2 separate regions of the Salmo salar genome follow, and region 1 is linked to region 2. A link is a contact called in public Hi-C data. All regions are on one chromosome and are shown on one strand. The core of a region is the stretch at or near the end of the contact, and the rest is flanking DNA. Distances in the headings are between cores, read along the strand shown. Region 1 holds the start of LOC106560658 (serine/threonine-protein kinase N2). Region 2 overlaps LOC106560658 (serine/threonine-protein kinase N2).

Region 1 (4,287 bases), core at 1,477-3,976, 35 kb before region 2:
ATTGCACGAGGGCCTTACTCAATATTCGCATAATGACTGGCACGTTTGGCATCAAATCAACAAAGGGGGTTGTGGGGGGGGCGACCCTATTGACATAGTTCTGAGAGACATCCATAGTGTATCCCTCTTATTTGGCCCCTATTACTCTGCTAACGACTTGATGTTTTCTCTCACCCAAAATATCTATGATATTGTAACGACCCTGGGTTTATAAGCGCGGATATCGACTCTGCCGTTCAAGCATGCTTTTGCGGCACAGTCGATAGCACGCTGGACTTCGGGCTAGAAGGTCGAGGGTTCAAGACCTGCTCCCTGCTGTTTCATTACAATATTATCATCATGACATAACTTTTATGTAATATACCTGAATGCGTTATTGCCACACTAACGTAGCAGGTGTTGCTTCTTCTGCTCTTTTCAACCAATCCAATAAATGTGGAGGAGTTAAGATGGAGTGTCGCCAGAGAAGAAGAGGAGAAGAGAAAGGGATAACTGGGCCCCAAATCTGCCTTCTCCAGCAGATGGTGTTTTTCCCGCTCACCAAGCAAGGAGTTGTTGTATGGAGGTCAATAACCACGTTTTCATCCAGTTTTTATGCGTGTTAAGTCATATCGTATATATATATATTTTAAATCACAGCTGTGATGCAAACAGGAAGTTTCGGTACAATTGTATAAATTCCCGAAAGATCATTTGTCATTTCGACACGGTGGGATATTTTTTGTGTCGGTAAAATGAATTGTGCGAGAAATATCAGTGGAAAAACTTTTATGTGCAAATGTTGATATAATAATAATCATATTGTCACGTCCTGGCCAGTATAAGGGTTAATTGGTATAGTAGTTTGGTCAGGACGTGGCAGAGGGTATTTGTTTTATGTGGTTAGGGGTGGTGTTTTTCTAAAAAGGGCGTTTGATTTAGTATTTCCGGGTTTTGGTTTATGATCTATGTTTATGTAATTCTATGTTGAGTCTAGTGTGTCTGTTTCTATGTTTGGGTTCATTGGGGTTGGGACTCTCAATTGAAGGCAGGTGTTGTCTATTTGCCTTTGATTGAGAGTCCCATATATGAGGGTGTGTTTGTCTGTTGTGGGAGATTGTTTTTGCACTGCGTTAGGATAGCATGCAAAACTGTTGCACTGTTATTGTTTTTTTGTATAGTGTTCACGTGAGCAATTAATTAAATTCAAAAATGAACACGACATCCGCTGCGTATTGGTCTACATTTTCAGACGACGATTTCGCTATATCGTCAGAAGACGAAGACAGCCGTGACACATATCAATGTAAACTTGGAGTCACACAACAGGGAAACCCTGGTCTAGAGCACACGTCTTGCCAATGTCACAGCGGGCACACGCTATATCACTGCAACAGTTCTTTGTGATAAAACATAGTTGAAAATGCAATGAAAACCCATTTAACTTGTATTTTTTTATTTGGTGTGCATACATGGGAATTGAATCACAAAAAAGAGACGCTGCTGCCTACATTAAGACCCAATCACTGGCCACTTTAATAAATGGATTACGAGTCACTTTAAACAAAGCCACTAAATAATGCCACATTAACAATGTTTACATATCTTACATTACTCATATCACATGTACAGTATATACTGTATTAGATACCATCTACTGCACCTTGCCTATGCCGCTCATCCATATACTTATATGTACATATTCTCATTCACCCCTTTTGGATGTGTGTGTATTAGGTAGTTGTTGGGGAATTGTTAGATATTACTGCACTGTTGGAACTAGAAGCACAAGCATTTCGCAAGATTCCCATTAACATCTGCTAACCATGTGTATGTGACCAATAACATTTGATTTGATTTAGCTAGGTCCTTACAAGTGTACTGATCCAGGCTGCATCACATCCGGCTGTGATTGGGAGTCCCATAGGGCAGCGCACAATTGGCCCAGCGTCGTCCAGGTTTGGCTGGGGTAGGCCGTCATTGTAAATAAGAATTTGTTCTTAACTGACTCGCCTAGTTAAATAAAGGTTAAATAAAAAATCCAAAAATACTGTAAGACATCCCGGCAATTTAGAGAAAAACCCTGTCGCAGTTGTCTTCACTAGTTACCACAGCCACAAACCCCACCTATTTCTACATTGTCTCTTCTTAAAATGTGATTTTAAACCTAACTTTAACCTTATGGCTGACCATAATATATCACGCTTTGACTTTGTGGCTGCTGTAACTAGTGGAAACTAGTTGTGCCTGTTATTCACACGCGTGTCTGCTCTCTCGTTGGCTAGAATGGTCCCACCTAATCTCGCCTCGTTAGAGCACAGATAGAACAACGAGACAGATATTTCACTAGATGTTTAAATGTGAATCATCCGGTTGGCGCTTCCACTCACTACCAAATATGGTAGTGAGAGGAAGCCCACGGGCAGCGGGAGAAGATGGAACGAGATGGATTTTGGCCGACATTATGCAACATTTCTCAGCGATGAAACGTTTTGATCTCAATACAGTTTAATGTTCCCAAAACTAGAATATGTTATGAACAGAGTGGACTGCGATTTATACTTTACCCTTTGCAAAAGTTTTTTAAAAATCATGTTGTTTAGAAAGAGTGCAAAGCCAAAGGCGAATTTATTTATTGCACACGCGCACTTCACAAAGTAGGCGTTCCCTAACGGAAATATGCAGATGATGCTAGAACGCGCCAATAGGATCTCACTAGCTCGTCTTTAGCTCTGACCCCTTCCTTGCTTATTTTTCCCCACTATGGCGCATTAATTCCCATCGGAAACGACGGATTGTGGTTTATATTGGTTAAATTATACAAATCTTTGGTTAGAGCAAGAAGGAGGTAGCTGCATCCCAATATGGCGACCGGGGAATGGGCGAGTGGGTGTGTCGAAAGGAAAGTAGTGGGCGTGTGTGGAAAGGAGTGTGTGGAAAGCACTCTGCGACTATAGGTTATGGTTATTTCTAGACGACTGGGTCAGTGATCTTCATGTCCGAAAGTCGAAACTCTACAGAGGCCCGAGTTCCCTAGTTGGATGACCGTTCAAAACGATTTTTCCCAGTCAGAGCTCGTTTTTTCCCCAGTTCTCTTGAACGCACTGAAGTCGGATATTTCCGAGTTCACAGTTGTTTTGAACGCTACATATAGTGTGTGAATTTGTTGCTGGACTGGCAGACAACGTTCAGTCGGAACCGCGCATAAAGTTTTTAATTCGGTGTGTTTCTGAGGACGGTTTCAGGATAGGAGCGCTTGCGTTTAGTATTTTTAGTTCTACATAAGGAGAGAACTACAAGATATTTTGGGATTGTTTTGCGGTTGAATCTTTTTGAACAGCCTACAGAATGAAGTCTAAAAATACAGTAATGGGAAAGTTCCTATGTTAATCACGAAGAGAGGTGATTACTGATGATTTCGGATATACGAAGTAGGAATTCGTATTTTTAGGAAAATATCCTGCATAGGCTACGGGAGGAATAATATTGTTTCTTCATATGAGTCGTCCAATATCCTCTGTCCCGAGTTTTATTCAAAGTTGAAAAACCAAGATGGCGGCGGATTCCCTACAGGTAAGAACTCTGCAACTAAAACGCGTTTTTTTACAACAGTTTGTGGGCCTATAATGACATCTTTTGTTTTCAGGTCATGGTTATTTCTGTAAAAGACTGGCCTTGGTAGGAATTTGTTCATACCTTGTTACTTTGTGTCCAACTGTAGCTTTAGTGTAACAGAGAAAATGTGATTGTATCTCTTTGCATAATCCCTCCCAAACCTATTTTGTTTGATTACTTCTAAAGCGGAAGTGAAATTATTCACGTGATCAATAAAGTAATATGCCCTAATCTCTGTTACTCAGATTATGTCAAACTAATCTCTCTGTCTGTCTGTGGGTGTGACAATTTGTTTAGGGCACCTCATAGAGCTGGGTGATATGGACAAAAATCCTTATTGCGATAAATGTATTGAATTATCACAACGATTATATTGAACGATAAGAATATAACATTAATGTGCACCACCGTTTTATTTTTTATGACCCTTACAACAACTACTTGAATGTTGTACCTATCAATTGTCATATTAACAATCACCTATTTTAGCAAAGTTATTTCTGTTCAAACTTCACGTTTCTCTAGTAGGGATCTGCTGTTATTTATCGTTATGAATCAGCAAAATGTCCACTAACTGGTCTGTTTGGTCGGTGTCGATCATTTTCAGCTCCAGCACCTCAGTCTCACTGTCACAGTAAACTCCCGTTTATTTCTATTAATATTATCAATTATTTTCTCTCACAGACATTACAA
Region 2 (4,608 bases), core at 1,913-4,412:
TCTGCTGGGTCTGGGAAGGAAGGAAGGAAGGAAGGGGCTGAGGCTTTCTGCTGGGTCTGGGAAGGAAGGAAGGAAGGGGCTGAGGCTTTCTGCTGGGTCTGGGAAGGAAGGAAGGGGCATAGGCTTTCTGCTGGGTCTGGGAAGGAAGGAAGGAAGGAAGGAAGGAAGGAAGGAAGGAAGGAAGGAAGGAAGGAAGGGGCTGAGGCTTTCTGCTGGGTCTGTGAAGGAAGGAAGGAAGGAAGGAAGGAAGGAAGGAAGGAAGGAAGGAGCTGAGGCTTTCTGCTGGGTCTGTGAAGGAAGGAAGGAAGGGGCTGAGGCTTTCTGCTGGGTCTGTGAAGGAAGGAAGGAAGGGGCTGAGGCTTTCTGCTGGGTCTGTGAAGGAAGGAAGGAAGGGGCTGAGGCTTTCTGCTGGGTCTGTGAAGGAAGGAAGGAAGGAAGGGGATGAGGCTTTCTGCTGGGTCTGGGAAGGAAGGAAGGAAGGAAGGAAGGAAGGAAGGAAGGAAGGAAGGAAGGAAGGAAGGAAGGAAGGAAGGAAGGAAGGAAGGAAGGAAGGAAGGAAGGAAGGAAGGGGCTGAGGCCTCCTGCTGGGTCTGTTAATAAATGAGGATGTTGCTCTGGAATTATTCAGGATTACTAGACAGAGAAGAGCTGCATTGTTCTACCCACTGGGCTCTGCTAGTCTGTGTGGGTTTGATTGCTGCAAGGTTACTGTAGACTGTAGTGTATTTTTGCATCCCCTGGTTGTTAATGACTCTGAATGACTGCTTTTCTGGTATTTTACTAGGATCCACATTAGTTGTTGCTGAAGCAGCAGCTACTCTTCCTGGGGTCCACACAGAACAGGAAACATGACATAATACAGAACATCAATAGACAAGAATAGAACTAAATCAATTAAAACAATTTTTTAAAATAATTAAAACAATTTCTTTTTTTTATAATTAAAACAATTTCTTTTTTTTAAAGGCACATATCAATACATACACACAAACTATCTGTATGAGTGAGTGCACATGAGCTCTGTTTTAGAGGAAGAGCTGTTGCCTTAATTGGAACGTGTCTGAGTAGTACATCGGGAAGAATGAGCTATGGGGCTTTTTCTATGTCCAGACCCCCTCTTCCAGAGAACAAGGGTCTTTAGGACAGGAAGAAGGGTCTCAAGTCAAGTAGTCTAGTCTCCACCAGACTATAGCCATCCTGTTAGTGAAATGGATGAGACTGAAGAGGGGGTGAGGAGTACATCAGGCAGCATGAACAGGGGAAAACATCTGTCTGTCTGGAAACCCTTCTTTCCAAGTTCCTGGTTCCATGAGCCATTAAAGCTGCAGTGTGTCGCTTCTGTTCATGAGACAGACTGCCCTTCACACAGCCTCTGTGTGAGTCCCAAAGGAGACAGACTGCCCTTCACACAGCCTCTGTGTGTGTCCCAAAGGAGACAGACTGCCCTTCACACACACACAGCCTCTGTGTGAGTCCCAAATGGCCCCCTATTTCCTAAATAGTGCACTACTTTTCACCAGGGCCCATAGGGGTCTGTTCAAATATGGGAATCGGGTGCCATTTGGGATGCAAAGTCTGACACGCTCACTCTGCAAGTCTTGCTGCTAGTTATAAATCTATTTACCTCTGCAAGTCTAGCTGCTAGTTGTAAATCTATTTACCTCTGACACGCTCACTCTGCAAGTCTAGCTGCTAGTTATAAATCTATTTACCTCTGCAAGTCTAGCTGCTAGTTATAAATCTATTTACCTGACACGCTCACTCTGCAAGTCTAGCTGCTAGTTATAAATCTATTTACCTCTGCAAGTCTAGCTGCTAGTTATAAATCTATTTACCTGACACGCTCACTCTGCAAGTCTAGCTGCTAGTTATAAATCTATTTACCTCTGCAAGTCTAGCTGCTAGTTGTACATCTATTTACCTCTGCAAGTCTAGCTGCTAGTTGTAAATCTATTTACCTCTGACACGCTCACTCTGCAAGTCTAGCTGCTAGTTATAAATCTATTTACCTCTGCAAGTCTAGCTGCTAGTTATAAATCTATTTACCTCTGCAAGTCTAGCTGCTAGTTATAAATCTATTTACCTCTGCAAGTCTAGCTGCTAGTTGTAAATCTATTTACCTCTGACACGCTCACTCTGCAAGTCTAGCTGCTAGTTATAAATCTATTTACCTCTGACACACTCACTCTGCAAGTCTAGCTGCTAGTTATAAATCTATTTACCTCTGACACACTCACTCTTGTTTTCTGTGAGCCCTTTTATATATGATGTCTATGATATCAAACCTGACTCTCATCTATGTAGGCTTCCAAGTACAGTATGTTGTACACTATATGGTACTGTATTGACCTCCCCCAAGTTGAACCTGGACCATCTCTATGCTGTTGATGAAGCACTGTAGTACAGGTAACTGCCAAAATGATAAAAACACATGAGGGATACAAAGTATAATGAAAGCAGGTGCATCCACATACGTGTGGTACCTGAGTTAATTAAGCAATTAACATCCCATTATGCTTAGGGTATAAAAATACCCAGTTGCCCCATTGTTTTGGCTACCATGGCTAGAAGAAGAGATCTCAGTGACTTTGAAAGAGGGGTCTGAAAGGAGCATGGAGGGGTTAAAGGGTCTGTGTGTCAGTCACCAGATCTCAACCCAATTGAACACCTATCCCATTGGGCTCAGACGCCAGTTCGTCTAGATTTGATTTGCATTTGGTTGAGTTGTTAACAAATGTGAATTCAATGTGAAATCAACCAAAAATGTCATCCTGTCATTGCAAATCCAATCAGTTTTCCATGTTGATTCAATGTCGTCACATTAGAATTTTGGGGTTGAAATGACGTAGAAACAACATTGTGTTCAACTAGTTTTTGCCCGGTGAGATGGGAGATTCTGGACAGCGTTTTCCACCACCATTCCAACCATTTCACCATCCCGCCAATAGAGTTTCAGACAACTGTAGAATCTATGCCAAGGAGCATTGAAGCTGTTCTGGCTGCTCGTGGTGGCCCAACGCCCTATTAAGACACTTTATGTTCTTTTCTTTGACAGTTATCTGAAGGTACAAGCATCATCTTCTGTCTTGTCCTCCATCTTTCTGAGCTGCTGTGCCCTACACAGGAAGTAGGAAGTGTTTAGATTTCAGGGAGGTCTTTTTGAAGATATGGAGAATAGTTACTGTACATGTCTTGCTTAGTTAAGACTGATAGTACCACACAGTCTGAACAAGCAGACTCTCTTCCTAAGACATGCAGAGTATTGTACAAACATTGTATTCTTGTAATTCCCTGTGAAAGGTACAGTAGGCCTATATGTTGAGTTAAATAGACAGGACAGTAGATCATTCATTCATTCATGATAGAAAGTGGCCTCCGGTCTCCTGTACGACCTGGTATGAATTTCTGGAGTCTGGAATGGCGCGAGTACAGTACAGTAGTGCTCTTTTGTGATCGATGAAGTAACGAAAGGGGGAAATAGCTAAACAGTGATGAAGTCATGTAACTCCCTTCTCCTGTACATCGGGAGGGATTTTCCTGTACATCACAGGGGCTTTTCATAGGGGCTTTTTATTATGGGAAATAAACTACTTTGATTCGGTATTCCATTGGGGGGTGTAAGGTTATATGGAAGACGGTGATAATTGTCAGATTTTGTCAAATATGACTTGGAAGTCACTTGAGGATCCAAAAGGGGGAAATGTTTCTCCATGTGACCCAGGGTGGTTGTTCTGTGCAGTCTGTTCCATGGCCTGGCTGTGAACGCTAACGTCCTGTTGTGGTGTGGGGCCCCACTCTTTCCATTTCACCTGGGAGTCAGTCTCACTGAAACCTGTTCTCTCTGTCAGTGAAACTCAGCTTGTCTGTACAAGCCTTAACAATGTTACATTGATACAATCTGACAGCTACCAATATTGCTCAACAGACTCTAAATAGAAAAAGATGTCTGGGAAAAATCCTGTCTTTACCAAAAAAACAGCTCAATTTGATTAATTTAGGTCTATATTACTATGTGATTATTTTGACAGTATCAACATGGACTGCATACTACTGCGCAGTATCAACATTTTCAAATAAGCTCACTGACCATTACATTGGCTATCAAGATACAATTTAACCTTTTTAATTAACTAGGCAAGTCCGTTAAGAACAAATTCTTATTTTACAATGACGGCCTACCCCGGCCAAACACTCCCATAACCCAGACGACGTTGGGCCAATTGTGCTCCGCCCTATGGGACTCCCGATCACGGCCGGTTGTGATACAGCCCGGGATCGAACCAGGGTCTGTAGTGACACTTCTAGCACTGAGATGCAGTGCCTTAGACCGCTGCGCCACTCTGGAGTCCACTCTGCTTCCTTTTGCATTATTGCATCTAATTTCATCCCAGATTTTTTTTTTTGTGTTGTAGTTTGACTGCCCTCTCATATCTGTCCTGTTATTGTAGTTCCCGGCTGCCCTCTGACCCCAGACACCCCCAGCAGTGAGTCCAGAATGTGCAGTAGCAGACTGGGGGCTCTGAAGAAGCAGAACGACATTGAGCTCAAATGCAAACAAGGAGCTGAGAATATGATCCAGATGTATTCCAATGGATCCTCCAAGGTAGT

What was found. A called contact is a pair of places that touch in the nucleus more often than the background predicts.
Region 1: a Hi-C map of gill shows a contact between it and region 2, with 2.3 times the contacts expected there. The contact joins the promoter of LOC106560658 here to the enhancer-like site in region 2. A contact is called at or near these places in 2 of 3 Hi-C or Micro-C datasets (blood and gill).

Annotation. Positions count from the first base shown.
Region 1 is chrssa10:53,124,081-53,128,367 of Ssal_v3.1, reverse strand. LOC106560658 (serine/threonine-protein kinase N2) reads left to right here and starts at 2,726. Exons shown (of 20, transcript XM_014123742.2): 1 at 2,726-3,552. The coding sequence starts at 3,532.
Region 2 is chrssa10:53,088,700-53,093,307 of Ssal_v3.1, reverse strand. It overlaps LOC106560658 (serine/threonine-protein kinase N2), which reads left to right. Exons shown (of 20, transcript XM_014123742.2): 3 at 4,449-4,603. Among protein-coding and RNA genes, the nearest start is that of kat3, 29 kb to the right of the region's middle. Within about 2 kb of position 3,162, at least 1 of the 13 cell types and tissues checked has an H3K27ac peak or open chromatin away from gene starts, as enhancers often do. A contact at or near this core is called in gill, where this site is marked.